4 separate regions of the Mus musculus genome follow, and regions 1, 2 and 4 are each linked to region 3. The links are chromatin contacts, called in public HiChIP or PLAC-seq maps. All regions are on one chromosome and are shown on one strand. Each heading gives the region's core, a stretch centred on a gene start, on an enhancer-like site or on the middle of the called end of the contact. The rest is flanking DNA. Distances are from core to core; before and after follow the strand shown. Region 1 overlaps Pla2g4a (phospholipase A2, group IVA (cytosolic, calcium-dependent)). Region 2 overlaps Pla2g4a (phospholipase A2, group IVA (cytosolic, calcium-dependent)). Region 3 holds the start of Ptgs2os2 (prostaglandin-endoperoxide synthase 2, opposite strand 2). Region 4 holds the start of Pla2g4a (phospholipase A2, group IVA (cytosolic, calcium-dependent)).

Region 1 (3,153 bases), core at 195-2,694, 250 kb after region 3:
ATTCTTTGGAACTGACTAACCTTGCTCTTTCCTATCTGCTGCCCTGATGTGTGTATTTGGTAATTTCTTTCTCTGGGGTCAGCCTTTAGGTTATGACTGAATATGAGTTTTTTAAGAGTTTACTAATATGTTTGGAATGTTTTTGAGTCCACCCAAAAGTTTAAAGGGCTCTAAATCTAATGAAATTATTCCCCAGCGGTCATTTCAGAGGAGATAATTTCAAGATGAGTCAAGTGTCTCCTAACATGTTTATCTCACATGTCTTCGCTCTATGTGACAACGAAGAGAACGTGTTAGGCATGGAGAAGTACCAGGTGCTAAAGTGCTAAAGTGGAATGTTTTCCTCTTCTGCTTAGAATGACACATTCTATGTGAATTTTCAAGTAACTTTAGGAGTCCATTTAGGCATTTTCCTCTGCACTTAAATTTGAAGAGTTTTGTGTGTGTGTGTGTGTGTGTGTGTGTGTGTGTGTGTGTGTGTATTAATTTAAGTCTTAGGGGTTCAGTTAACAATACCATTGTCTATTTCAATAACCTTGGCTAGGTGGGATTTCACCCAGTTTAGAGAATTTCACCCTTTATTCAATAGAGTACGAAGAAGAGGGTTACAGCAGTATAGGTGTATATAGGTGGCATCGAAGAGAAAGTTCATTTTCTGTCCCAGTAGGGATCCCTGCACCCAGCCCATGTGCTGCTTTGAAGGCTCAGCCATCATTACTCATTTTGGCCCTCATCACTCCTGTCTCATACGGGAGCATCCTTGTGTTCCTGCTTTTACTTTTATCTATACTTTGAAAGGCCCATGTTCAGTCAAGTGAGAACAAAAGCTTATTTTCCAAATCTCTCTTACAGTTGAGTTATGTTCTCAGTCTTCTTTGCATGGACTAAAAGCATTCTATTTTTTGCTGAAAAAGTTTTAAAAGGCTGTGATTAAAATGTAAAGGAATTAAATTTTTTAAAAAATGAGATTAACCTTTCTTAAGTTCCCAAAATACTTTCTTAAAATATCTGTGTTGAATAAAATAGCCCCATGACTCTAAAGTTTTAAACATTTGTATAAACATGTCTAGCATATTATTTTTAATGTTTTAAAGTTTTTTCCTGAAAATAAAAAACTGTTATGTTTTTAGAGTTGTGTAGAACTGGAATGGCTAATTAAATATTACAAAGATATAGTTGGAATATCACCTAGTATCACATCTCCATCCTTAGAAGTTATTTTTTGTTTTTACAGCTCCTTGGATATATCAAAATACTTCAAGTTTTGCTGTTGTTGTTGTTGATTTTTTTTTCTTTTGGCCAAGGTTGATCTTGAACTCTATGCTCTGGGGATGAACTTAAACATCGTATATCTTATCATTCCGTCTCTGCCTCTCAAGTGTTGGGATCACAGGCATGCACTGTCATGTCTGGCTTCAGTGACACACTTGGATACATTTTCAGATAAAATTCAAACATAAACTGTAATAGCAACATGGGAATTTTGACTTTGGAAAAGAAATATTAAGGAAACATAAACAAGGGTTCTTGTAGCAATTTTCTTTCACTAAGGTCCTTACTGATAAATGCTGAGTGTCCCTGTGTAGTCAGGGCTTGCCAAGTCCCTCGAAAAATTAAGAGAAGCATCCTATTTGTGGCAAGGAACTACACTGAATGTGGCTTTCCCACCAAAGAGGAAGCTGTGCAGAGGCCAGAGCCAGCACTCTGTGTATTGCTAGGCTCACGTGGCCACTGTTTGTCAACTGTGTGACCTGGGGGAAGCTGCTCAGCCATTTCATGTCTATTCACCATTGACTGTTACCTGAAGTGACAGTTACATCTTCTTCTCGGGTTCCTTCACAGCATAACTATTTGTTAAATAACCAGAGGGGCTGAGCGAAGTTCTCAAGACTTATACTTCATGTCTTTCTGTGACTCTGTGAAACGTGGTGGAATATTGTTGTTGTTTTGGAGACATGGTCTCATGTAGCCCAGATTGGCCTTGAACTCACTACATAGGCTAGGATGACCTTGAATTTCGGATCCTCCTGCCTTCCCCGAGTGTTGAGATTGCAGGCATGTCTGGTTTGGGGAGTACTGAGATTTAAGTGGGGATTGAGCTCAGGGCTTTGTGCATATTGGGTAAACTAAGGTCCTTAAGTGTGTGCAGCAAGGACTTAACCAACTAAGCTGTCTCCCAAGACCTAAGAGTTACAACAAAAGCATTTTTGTTCCCTTCTAAATGGTACCACAGAGACTTAAATAAAATGGTCATACAAAAGCAACAAAAGTCGAATTTTGTTGGAGATCTGCAGATAGCATGTATTTTTTTCCACTTCAGTATTTTCCACCATTCACTGGTGTTACCTTTCAGTATTTTTAGCCCTAAGGATTACAGCTCTTAGCCTTTTCTGGAGGGAGCATGAGCTGATACCTATAAACACCTACCCTGATGCATTCCTGTTCTGGTAAGGAACTATTCAGGGAGACTCAGAATTTGTTTTTCAGTATTTCTTTGAAATACAGATGAAATACAAATGCACTTGGAAGAAGTGGCTGGCACTAATTTGTTTTGAGATACAAATCAAAAACAATGGGTGCTATATTACGAGAGTTATGGCATATTACTGAGGAGTGAAATGGATATATATAGTGGGGCCCACCTGTTCCTCAGTGCCCCTCATTATTAGATAACCTTTTATGATATTCATTATATTCTTGTGATGTTTTGTATTTCATAATTTGCTGTTGGCTTTGCCATTCCACCATTCAGTACTGGATAAGAAGTAATGGATCCCTGTTAGGATTTACAGTGTAGTACAGACAGGAATTACTTAAAATTGCTTTATTTGCTGCAGCTAGGAGTGTGGCTTAGAGAGACAGAGTTAAAGCCTGTTGTTTGTTTTCTGTCCATATATACTTCTGTGCATGTGTGTGATATGTGTGCCTATGAATGTCAGTGTGTGATATAGTGTGTACTTGTACACATACTCTTGTATAGACCAGAGGATGCTGCAGAGCATCCTTCTCTATCATAGTGTGTTTTCTTTGTCTATCATAGTCTGATTTCTTTGAGGCAATGTCTCTCACTGAATATGGAGCTTGTGATTTTAGGTCAGCCTGGTAGCCTGTAAGCTCTACAGATCCTCCACTCCATCCACTCTCAGTGGAGTA
Region 2 (2,832 bases), core at 82-2,581, 220 kb after region 3:
CTAACAACATCTGGGGTGTAGAATTTTCCATGTTCTGTCCAGTACCAATCAGCAAGGCAGCAGAGCTGTGTATTCACAAGGCTGTACTGCCTTACTAGTTAGAACTTCATGCTAAGAAACTGGGGAGGGTAGGAACAGCTCCTTCCTAAAATGCCAAAGGTCTTCATTCTCTCTGGTTCTTGGCATGTTGGAAGATATGTTCATATGCTTTACGTTCTTTTGAAGAGTTAGTAATTGATTACTTATGATATTTCTGCTTTGTCAGTGTTTCCACAGCCAGAACTTTTCAACTTCTTTTCTCTGCTGTTCTGGAAGCTTGTCTAGCTTGATATTCAACCTTTAAGTGGAACTTTTAGCTAAGATGCTAACCTATTTTTATAAAATAAAAATACTAAATATGGATTATTGGTATACTTTATATATTGTGCATGGTTTTGTTGTTGTTTGGTGGGTTGGTTTTTGTTTTGATTTTGAGATAGGGTCTCATGTATGACAAACTGACTTCAAACTCATGTAGCTGAAGATGACCTTGGATTCCTGATGTTTCTATCTCCCGACTACTAGGACACAGATGGGTATCATTAGTTGATTTGGTTCTAGGGATTTGACTATAAGTGTGGTGTGATGATTTGATTTCTTACCTTGACTTCCCCTTAATAATGGGCTGGAGCCTAAGATTATAAGCCAAATAACCATTTTCCTCCTCTAAATTGCTCTTTGTAAGTGCATTTTGCCATAGAAAAAGAAGTTTAAAAAATGGAGCAGAAATATTAGATCTAGGGTAGGGAGGAAGAAAGTCAGTGATCCACTTTCTCTTCCTTCAATAGTTTCTTCTTTCCATTCTAAATGGACCTGGTATCTAAATCCATGAGTTCATTACCTTGGCTCATTGCAAAAGTTAACGGAAATCTTCTAAGGCAGCCTGAATCTCATGAGAGCTGGAAAAAGTTTAGACCTGGGTGGAATTAAAGGAGACAAGAAAAAGGAAGTTGTTCTAGGACTAAAGGATTAATGCCATGAGTCATGTTTGTCTAATATCTAGTTATCTCGTAGTTCTTAACTCTGTAGCTTTAGAGAGGTGGAGACAAGAGAAGATGGGGGTGGATTTAATAATATTGGTTGGATCTAAATACATTGTATGCATATATGAAATTACCACATAATAATATAAACATTTAAGAAAGAATATTAGTTGGATACTTAACCTGTTAACTATCTCAAACACATTTCCTGCCAGGGAAGTGTCTGCCCAGGTCTGGCTGGAGGATGTGGTTTTGGCTAATAGTCGGATGGTGAACATGGTAGTTATGAATGGAGTTACTGGATGGGAAAAGAGGAAATAAAGTTGCTGACACCAGGCTTTGGTCTCCAGCAACAGATTTCCTCTAAATGAAGAGTCATCTCAGTTCTTGTGGAATTTTCCTTCTTCCTCTTTTTATTTTTTAAAGTACAGTCTCATTTATAGCATCTTTTGCTGTTAAATATAGTTAGGAATGAACAGGAGGACCATTGAAAGAGTGTTATTGTGAGAACTTCCTATATGCACACACTTGCCATTATTCCTAGTTCTGTCCATCATCCATCATCCATTGAACACATCTTTATCTTGAACCTGCTTTGCTGTAGGCACCATGCTATGCACACAGAACAGCAAGGTGAACATGGACACTGACTTTATGCGTCTGGCTTTAGTTCCATAAAGGAAGGCAGACATGTTGGAATGGGAATTAAAGGCTTGAAGAAATATAAAATAAAAACAGGATCAGACATGCTTTGAAGGTCACAGAAAAATCTCTCAGGGGTAGTGACCTTGAAGCTGAGTTCTGAAGCTTAGGTCTGTTTTAGCTGGTATACAAGTGATGCCTACCGAGGCCTTCAGGATCTAACCCAGCTTCCTTTGTAATCTCCCCACCAACCATTTTTGCTGTTGGTTTTTATTTAGTAGCCACAGGTTCTCTGTCACTTCCTCCACATGCCTGCTGGGAACATTATCTTCTAAGACCACTCATTTACCCTTTTCACAGCCTAGCTTTAGGAGACGCTCGCCTTTTCCTGTTACATTATTTACTGTGTGATTGTTCTGTAAAATATAAGTTCTTACAATGATGAGCAGCTATCTCAATTGTCGCTTTACCTCTGGGACCTTGGAATATGATTGATAGACATAGCTAAATGTTCTACTTGAATATTTGTTAAATAAGTGGATGGACAAAAGATGCAGGCTATAGTTTTGCACCTGAGAGAACATCCTACACTTGGCGAAAGGGAAGATGATCTGTATGGTTGTGAATAGAAAAGAGGAAGGAAATGGAACGGGAACGGGGATAGAGATGAAAATCTAATCTAGAAGTCTCCTACATCAGTGTTTGTCAAACGGTGAGGAGTTGAGCCATAAAACAATTTTGGTGGACTTCTCTTAGCATTTAATCAAACGGGACAATACAATACTGTACCATGTTCCTAGTAAAAGCATCACATTAAGCTCTCTTCCACATATATATGTATGTGTATGCATTCATATTATGGTATGGCAGAAAAAGTTTTCTTGTTTTAGTGTGAAATAAATAAGTATGAAAGAATCATTTAGTGATCAAGTGAAGACTGTCTGGTTTTCTGCTATAAGACTAAAGGACTCATGAAAACTATTTTCACAGAGGAGGTAGATTTCAAGGAGCCCTTTCATCAGAAGGCATCAATCCTAGAAGACGATCCTGCTTTTACTAACATAGAAGCGTTAGGTGTTGTGCAGAGCTATGCTGTTCTTTGCTATGTCTACAATCTCTAGGTTTCTGGGAGGCAGGAGCTCTGCCTTGTTTACTGTATCTGGTGCCT
Region 3 (2,946 bases), core at 235-2,734:
ATACAAAAGGCATGGTGTATATTGCCCTGAAATTTGATTTTTTTTCATTCAATACTTAGAGCACAAATATACTTTCCTGGCTTTATTTTTGCTGCTGTTGGTGTTTTTTGAGAATGATCTCACTGTGTTGACTGGGCTGGCCTTGGATTTGTAATCCTCCTAGCTCAGTCTCTCCAGTGTTTGGATATCAGGTATGTGCCATTACCACCCCGGGCTACTTCCATGCTGGCTTTACTGGATACATAGTAATCAGTGGCACATATGCACTGGTAGTTTATCAGTCTTCTAGACTGTCAAAACAAGAATACCCTGAGAAGAACAGCTGGACAACCTGAGCCCTAGGTGCTAGATCTTATGATTGCTGTTATGTTTTTTTTGAAAAAACAAAAACAAAAAAAACAAAAACAAAAAAAACCTTAATACCAGAAAAACCAAGTGGCTTGATTGAGATCATGTAGACGGTGGGAGAATCAGAATCAGAACCCCAGGGTTAACCTTTTCAAGAGGCAAGGACAACTTCCTGTAGTTCCTTGCATCAAAGAAAAATGATTTTAAAAAGAGGAAGAAGCTACTTACGTGCTCAGCATTGAAACGGTGAGGTAGGGGGATTGCTGTCAGTTTGAGATCACTTTGGGCAGCATAGTGAGTTCCAGGCTCTTCTGGGCCACAGAATAAGACTTTGTCAAACACCAACCAGCGATAAACAGTGTAAGATAAAAGGGGCCCCCAAGCCATACCGTGGAGCACATCCATGGTGGGGTCAAAGCAGGCTTTCACTTGAACTCAGGTCTGGAGGTGCTCTAAGGAGAGCAGACAGGAAGATGCGGTGCATTCGTGTTGTCGGGGTGTGGTGAAGAGGAGAGGAAGCAGTTAGGAAAAGTTTGGGAAGGTTTTGTGGGGACTTATTAGGAACAACAAGGAAAAATAGAGGCTTCCCAGCAGCAGGCCAGACAGAATAAGCTGTCTGGACCTAAGGCGGGTGTGGCCAGCATTACCCTTCCCCCTCTGAAGGTACCGCATAGCCAGGGCAGGCAGATGATTAGCAGATGTTTCGAATCAGCCATTCTAGGGAAAATAGACTTCATAAAAGTAAGGAAAAAAATACCATAACGAAATGAAAATTAAATTAAATCCAGAGCTGTAGTTTCAAGGGTTCATATACATTTGCTGTCTGGGATTGAACCTCTTTCAAGCAGAGGACAGAACTCATGCTGACCTGGGTTAGTTCCCAAAGCAAGCCTGGCAGCTTGGCAGGTGACACAGGCATTACACAGCGATGCCTCTCCCAGTGTACGTAGTGGAGCAAAGCAAACGCAGGGGTCCCTCTAAGAGGGAAGTGGTTACGTGGTTGAAAGCAGCTCAGACTTGCACAATACAGAGAGTCCTTGCCGCAGAAAACTCCAAGTGCGTTTTCGTTTTCAAATGATGAATTACACACAGGATTACACAACGATAGTCGCAGACTTCCAATCAGATGGCCTCCATTCCCTCTGCGTTTGCCTCCAAGATCATGCGCGGGACATTCTGAGAAACCATGCCCAGAGACAAAAAGGAAGCTTGGCGTTGTGAAAAAGCCGGCTTTTAATGAGTTGATGTGAAAAGCTGCACGCACATTAGAGTGAGTATTATTATCTGTCAGATGTATCTTATTTAGGAGGGTGGGAAGTCTTTTACAAACCATTTCCTCATGGGCTTAATTGATAGTCCCTGGATTTATTGGTAATGGATTTGTTCCTGTTGTAATTAAGAATTAATATGTTATGACTAAGAGACACTAGCTCCACCACTCTTTCTGTTAGAAACAGTTTAGCTTGCCCCAGAGTGAATAAAGCTTTACACTGTTTAGAGCAATGTGGGTTTGTAATTATTTTTGTTATAAAACTGTATTCTCAATATAAATGATGAACCCATTACCAACAGTTCTTTATTTCTTTTTAGTTTATACATTTTATTTATTGATTGATAATTTTTTTTTTTTCTGTTTTGAGACAGGGCTTTACTCTATAGCCCAGGCTACCTGGGAATTCATTATATATAAGTTAACCTGGAACTCATGAATGTCCTCTTGTCTTAGCCTTCAGAGTTTGGAGATTAGGCCTGTCTAAACCATTTTGTTTGTTTGTTTGTTTTTCTAAAACATGGTTTTCTGTGTCCCTGACTGGCCTTGAACTCTATATGTAATGTAGTCAAGGATAGCCTTGGAATTCTGATTTTTCCTCATATTCATTTCCAGAGCTAGGATTATCAGACACCACCATAGCTGAGTTTTTATGGGGAACTTGGGCTTAAATCTAGGCATTTGTGCATACTGGACATATCCTAAGTGCCTGATAAGTTGGGGGGGGGGAGGCAGAAGAAAGCAAAACAGGGTCTCTCACTTATGTATAGCTTGGAATTCAAAGGGATTCACCTACCTTTGCTTACCAAGTGCTAGAATTAAGGTATATGTCATCACGACCTGGCCCTCATAGCTTTTATAAGCATTATTTTTATTTAAATCCATAAAAGTAAATTTAAGCAACGTTAATTCAGGTGAGCAATGCATTGCTGGCAGCAGAATCAGTATTGAGGGCTGTGGTGCAGGCTCTTCTGCACTTCACAGCTAAGCTGCAGCTTGCTTTTGCAGCTTTTTTTTCCTGGTGTCCCAGAGGGAGAAGGCAGCCTGGCAGGTCTGCATCCTTTGAGTACCACCTCTGCTGCTACTTACAGGTTATATGAAGGTAGGTGAATTGTGGTGCTATCTAATGTTTAGAAAATGTAAACAGTCGCCAGAGGGTGGTTGGTGGTGCATGGCTGGAGTCTTAGCACTAGGGAGGCAGAGGTGGATGGATTTCTGAGTTCAAGACCAGCCTTATCTATGGAGTGAGTTCCAGGATAACCAGGGCTATACAGAGAAACCCTGTCTCCAAAACAAAATAATTCCAAAAGGAAAAATACAAAGAAAAG
Region 4 (3,070 bases), core at 360-2,859, 200 kb after region 3:
GGGATCTTGGAGAGCAAAAAACAACTCGTGAAATTGTTGCTGCAAGTGGATAGAAGGAATTAGGGTAACCTAATTCCTAACCCAAGTGTTGGTGAACACAACTTACGTGTAGCCATATTTTCTGCAGTGGATTACCATATTTATCTTAACTTCGTGAATCTGTCTATTCATACCACATAAACTTGTACTTTGTGATAGAATGGAGGTGTCAGATTTGCCTTTTACTTTACTCATGAATGGAAAAGGAGCCTTTAAAAGTGTAATTGCTAGGCCTGGGTGGCATGTGCTTTTGATTCCACGGAGGTGGTGGCAGGAAAGTCAGGCGTTCAAAGTCATCTGTTGCTAGCCAGTTCAGTTTGAGTCCAGCCTTGGTTGCATGAGAGCCTGCCTCCGACACCAAAAAGGAGTAAATTATGAAACGAGAACAAAAATGCATCCCTCCTTGGTTTATGCTTCAGGTCTTGCCTCCTGTTTTCTGCTTTGAATTTCTACTCTGACTTCGCTTCCTGATGGACTGTCAGGACCTGTATGCCCAAATAAAACTTTCCCTTCACAAATTGCTTCTGGTCAGAAAAATTTATCCCAGCAATAGAAAGCAAACAGAAGAAGAAAAGATGTGCTTTTAAGAAATATTGAGGATATTAATTAGGAGATAAATGGTGGCGTTGTAGAGAGGAAGGGGCTCTGCTAACTGCCTTTGATATGGAGGAAGCCCTGAAGGCATTCTAACCAGGGTACTTAGAGTAACAGGATTTCATGAATTGTCAGGACGTCTGTTTGCCTTGAGATATGGCTTCACTATGTAGCATAAGCTGACTTTGAACTCATACATGTTTTTTTTTCTACTTCCCACATGACAGTTGTGAGCTACCACGCTTGTAATAGATACAACACTTTCTTCACATAGAAGTTATTATATGCTTCAAATTAGATTGCAGATTCTTCCTGATTTGTTGTTACTTCTACGTCGGAACTTATGGGTTCTATTCTCTGAAAGGGCTTAAACAACTCAGAGGCTTTGAGTTTGGGGAGAAAGGCTTGAACAGGTTTGCTTTTCAAGGTTGTCCAACACTGTTCAACTGTAAAATGTATATGCGTTTTGTATTTGCGGTTTGTTTAAAACTTCACCTTTTAAAGACTCTAAAAATTCTCAACATAATGCATTATCTTTTCAACTTCACTTTTAGTCTTTTGGAAAAAAGAGGAAGTAGTGACTGCTTAAGGGCAAGCAGCAGCAGCAGCAGTCTCTCTCTCTCTCTCTCTCTCTCTCTCTCTCTCTCTCTCTCTCTCTCACACACACACACACACACACACACACACACACGCACATGCACACACACACACACACACACACATGCACACACACACATAGGCACGCACATGCATACCCCCAGGACCAGTTAGGTCACATGTTTTTAAAGCATATTTTCATGCACACCCCTAGGACCAGTTAGATCACATATTTTTAAAGTATATTTTCTGACTCGAAAGGCCTGTTTCTGAAAACTAAACATGTCCATTTAGAATGTTAGTCTTCACCAGAGGAGCTCGCTTGAATTCCACCTTAACATCCACAGAGACCAGCCCACTTCTTAGCCCCTCCTACCAGCCGGAGAAGACTTTCTAGAAGTCGGAACTGTGAAGGGCTCCCGACTGAGAGCCAGAAGGCACAGAGAAGCCTGAGGATTCTCATTTAACTCTGGGAACTGTAAGCAATGCATTTACTCTCCCTGCCTGCTTCCTCTTGCACTTTCCATCGCTATCCGTGGGCAGCTTCCCAGGAGGAAGGCAGCCACGCGTGCTAAAACTTCACTTCTTTCACTCCTCTGCCTCTGGGAAAGGTTCACAACGCAGGCTTCAGTTTCCTTCTAAGTGAGGAGGGTTTGGTTTCCTGGGTCTAAGAGCAGATTGGAATAAAGGTATAGGTTGTTTCCTTCAGCGGGTGCTGGGAAATTGAGTCTTTATAGAGAAGTGAGTTGGCGCGCCTTTGTGTCCCACGTGATGCTACCCAGTGATTCCTGACTCCTGAGTTTGAGTGCTGCTTGTAAAGATGTTTAGGGGCAGTTTGGTGACTCATTTAAATTTTAATTGATAAAAAGAGTTATGTTCGCAGAACATTCCTGGGTATTTAATGGGCTGCTGTGTGATGTGACTTATAACACTGAAAAACTAACCTTGAACTAACAAGCACCGCTGCTCTCAGGCTTTGGGTAACTTGTGACAGGACAACAGGTCAAAACAGTTTTTTGGAAAATATTCTATCAAGTTGCACACTTGTGAATATCATTTTAGAACTGAGGTTCTAAAATCTAAAAGATGGAAGAGTGAAAGGGACTTGGTTTTGAAATAAATGACTTAACATCTTTACTTCTTTTACAATTTGTAATGATTTAAATAGATTCATCACTTCAGACACTTGGTTATGAAAAATGCTCCTGATGTTAGCTGTTGGTTTAAACTGCTTTCACTGAAGGCTGGTGGAGAGCAGCATTAGAGATGTGCCACTTAGAAGGGGTGGATTCGCCCGGCATGGTGGCGCACGCCTTTAATCCCAGGGAGGCAGAGGCAGGCAGATTTCTGAGTTCAAGGCCAGCCTGGTCTACAGAGTGAGTTCCAGGATAGCCAGGGCTATACAGAAAAACCCTGTCTCGAAAAACAAAAAACAAAAAACAAACAAACAAACAAACAAACGAAACAACAACATAAAAAGAAGGGGTGGATTTTAGTATTATATTTGGGATTCTAATTTGGGAAAAAGGAGTGTATTTTGTGTTGCTTCTGTTTGTTGAATACATTTGAAATTGCAGTCAAAGAGATTCACAGAGAATTTAATGAAATAGACCTATCCAGTCTGAAATTATATCACAGATATAGTGAGACCTGGCCAATGAAGCTGGTCTCTGTTTTCATTGAGCTCACGAAGAGTTAAATTTTAAATTAAGCAATAATTGTGAAATGCATAGAGAAGTTTAATGGCCTTCTCTCAAAGTTTTACAAAACTTCCTCTAAGGAAAACATATTTTATGGGAAGAGACACTTTCATTTTAACTGTATACGTTTTTAAAATAGC

The links. HiChIP or PLAC-seq counts read pairs in DNA pulled down with a chosen protein or histone mark.
Region 1: an H3K27ac HiChIP or PLAC-seq map of the HPC-7 cell line shows a contact between it and region 3, with 7 times the contacts expected there. The contact joins the enhancer-like site here to the promoter of Ptgs2os2 in region 3. A contact is called at or near these places in 2 of 484 Hi-C or Micro-C datasets (both in bone marrow-derived macrophages), 2 of 115 datasets of contacts at active chromatin or transcription factors (the HPC-7 cell line and bone marrow-derived macrophages) and 1 of 9 other capture datasets (adipose tissue).
Region 2: a contact with region 3 is called in an H3K27ac HiChIP or PLAC-seq map of the HPC-7 cell line, with 13 times the contacts expected there. The contact joins the enhancer-like site here to the promoter of Ptgs2os2 in region 3. A contact is called at or near these places in 17 of 39 promoter capture datasets (the 3T3-L1 cell line, 3T3-L1-derived adipocytes, the C10 cell line and 12 more), 9 of 484 Hi-C or Micro-C datasets (the C10 cell line, LSK cells, bone marrow-derived macrophages and 5 more), 4 of 115 datasets of contacts at active chromatin or transcription factors (the HPC-7 cell line, bone marrow-derived dendritic cells and bone marrow-derived macrophages) and 1 of 9 other capture datasets (macrophages).
Region 4: an H3K27ac HiChIP or PLAC-seq map of the HPC-7 cell line shows a contact between it and region 3, with 14 times the contacts expected there. The contact joins the promoter of Pla2g4a here to the promoter of Ptgs2os2 in region 3. A contact is called at or near these places in 19 of 39 promoter capture datasets (the 3T3-L1 cell line, 3T3-L1-derived adipocytes, the C10 cell line and 13 more), 10 of 484 Hi-C or Micro-C datasets (the C10 cell line, ECoMG myeloid progenitors, the HPC-5 cell line and 7 more), 2 of 115 datasets of contacts at active chromatin or transcription factors (the HPC-7 cell line and bone marrow-derived macrophages) and 4 of 9 other capture datasets (adipose tissue, bone marrow-derived macrophages, liver and 1 more).

What each region holds. Positions count from the first base shown.
Region 1 is chr1:149,909,797-149,912,949 of GRCm38.p6, reverse strand. All of the region lies in intron 3 of Pla2g4a (phospholipase A2, group IVA (cytosolic, calcium-dependent)), which reads left to right. Among named protein-coding and RNA genes, the nearest start is that of Pla2g4a, 50 kb to the left of the region's middle. Within about 2 kb of position 1,444, at least 46 of the 459 cell types and tissues checked have an H3K27ac peak or open chromatin away from gene starts, as enhancers often do. A contact at or near this core is called in the HPC-7 cell line, adipose tissue and bone marrow-derived macrophages, where this site is marked.
Region 2 is chr1:149,938,965-149,941,796 of GRCm38.p6, reverse strand. The region is part of intron 1 of Pla2g4a (phospholipase A2, group IVA (cytosolic, calcium-dependent)); the gene reads left to right. Among named protein-coding and RNA genes, the nearest start is that of Pla2g4a, 21 kb to the left of the region's middle. Within about 2 kb of position 1,331, at least 61 of the 459 cell types and tissues checked have an H3K27ac peak or open chromatin away from gene starts, as enhancers often do. A contact at or near this core is called in the HPC-7 cell line, LSK cells, bone marrow-derived dendritic cells and 4 more, where this site is marked.
Region 3 is chr1:150,163,486-150,166,431 of GRCm38.p6, reverse strand. Ptgs2os2 (prostaglandin-endoperoxide synthase 2, opposite strand 2) reads left to right here and starts at 1,484. Exons shown (of 2, transcript NR_110420.1): 1 at 1,484-1,618.
Region 4 is chr1:149,959,829-149,962,898 of GRCm38.p6, reverse strand. It overlaps Pla2g4a (phospholipase A2, group IVA (cytosolic, calcium-dependent)), which reads left to right and starts at 1,609. Exons shown (of 18, transcript NM_008869.4): 1 at 1,609-1,708.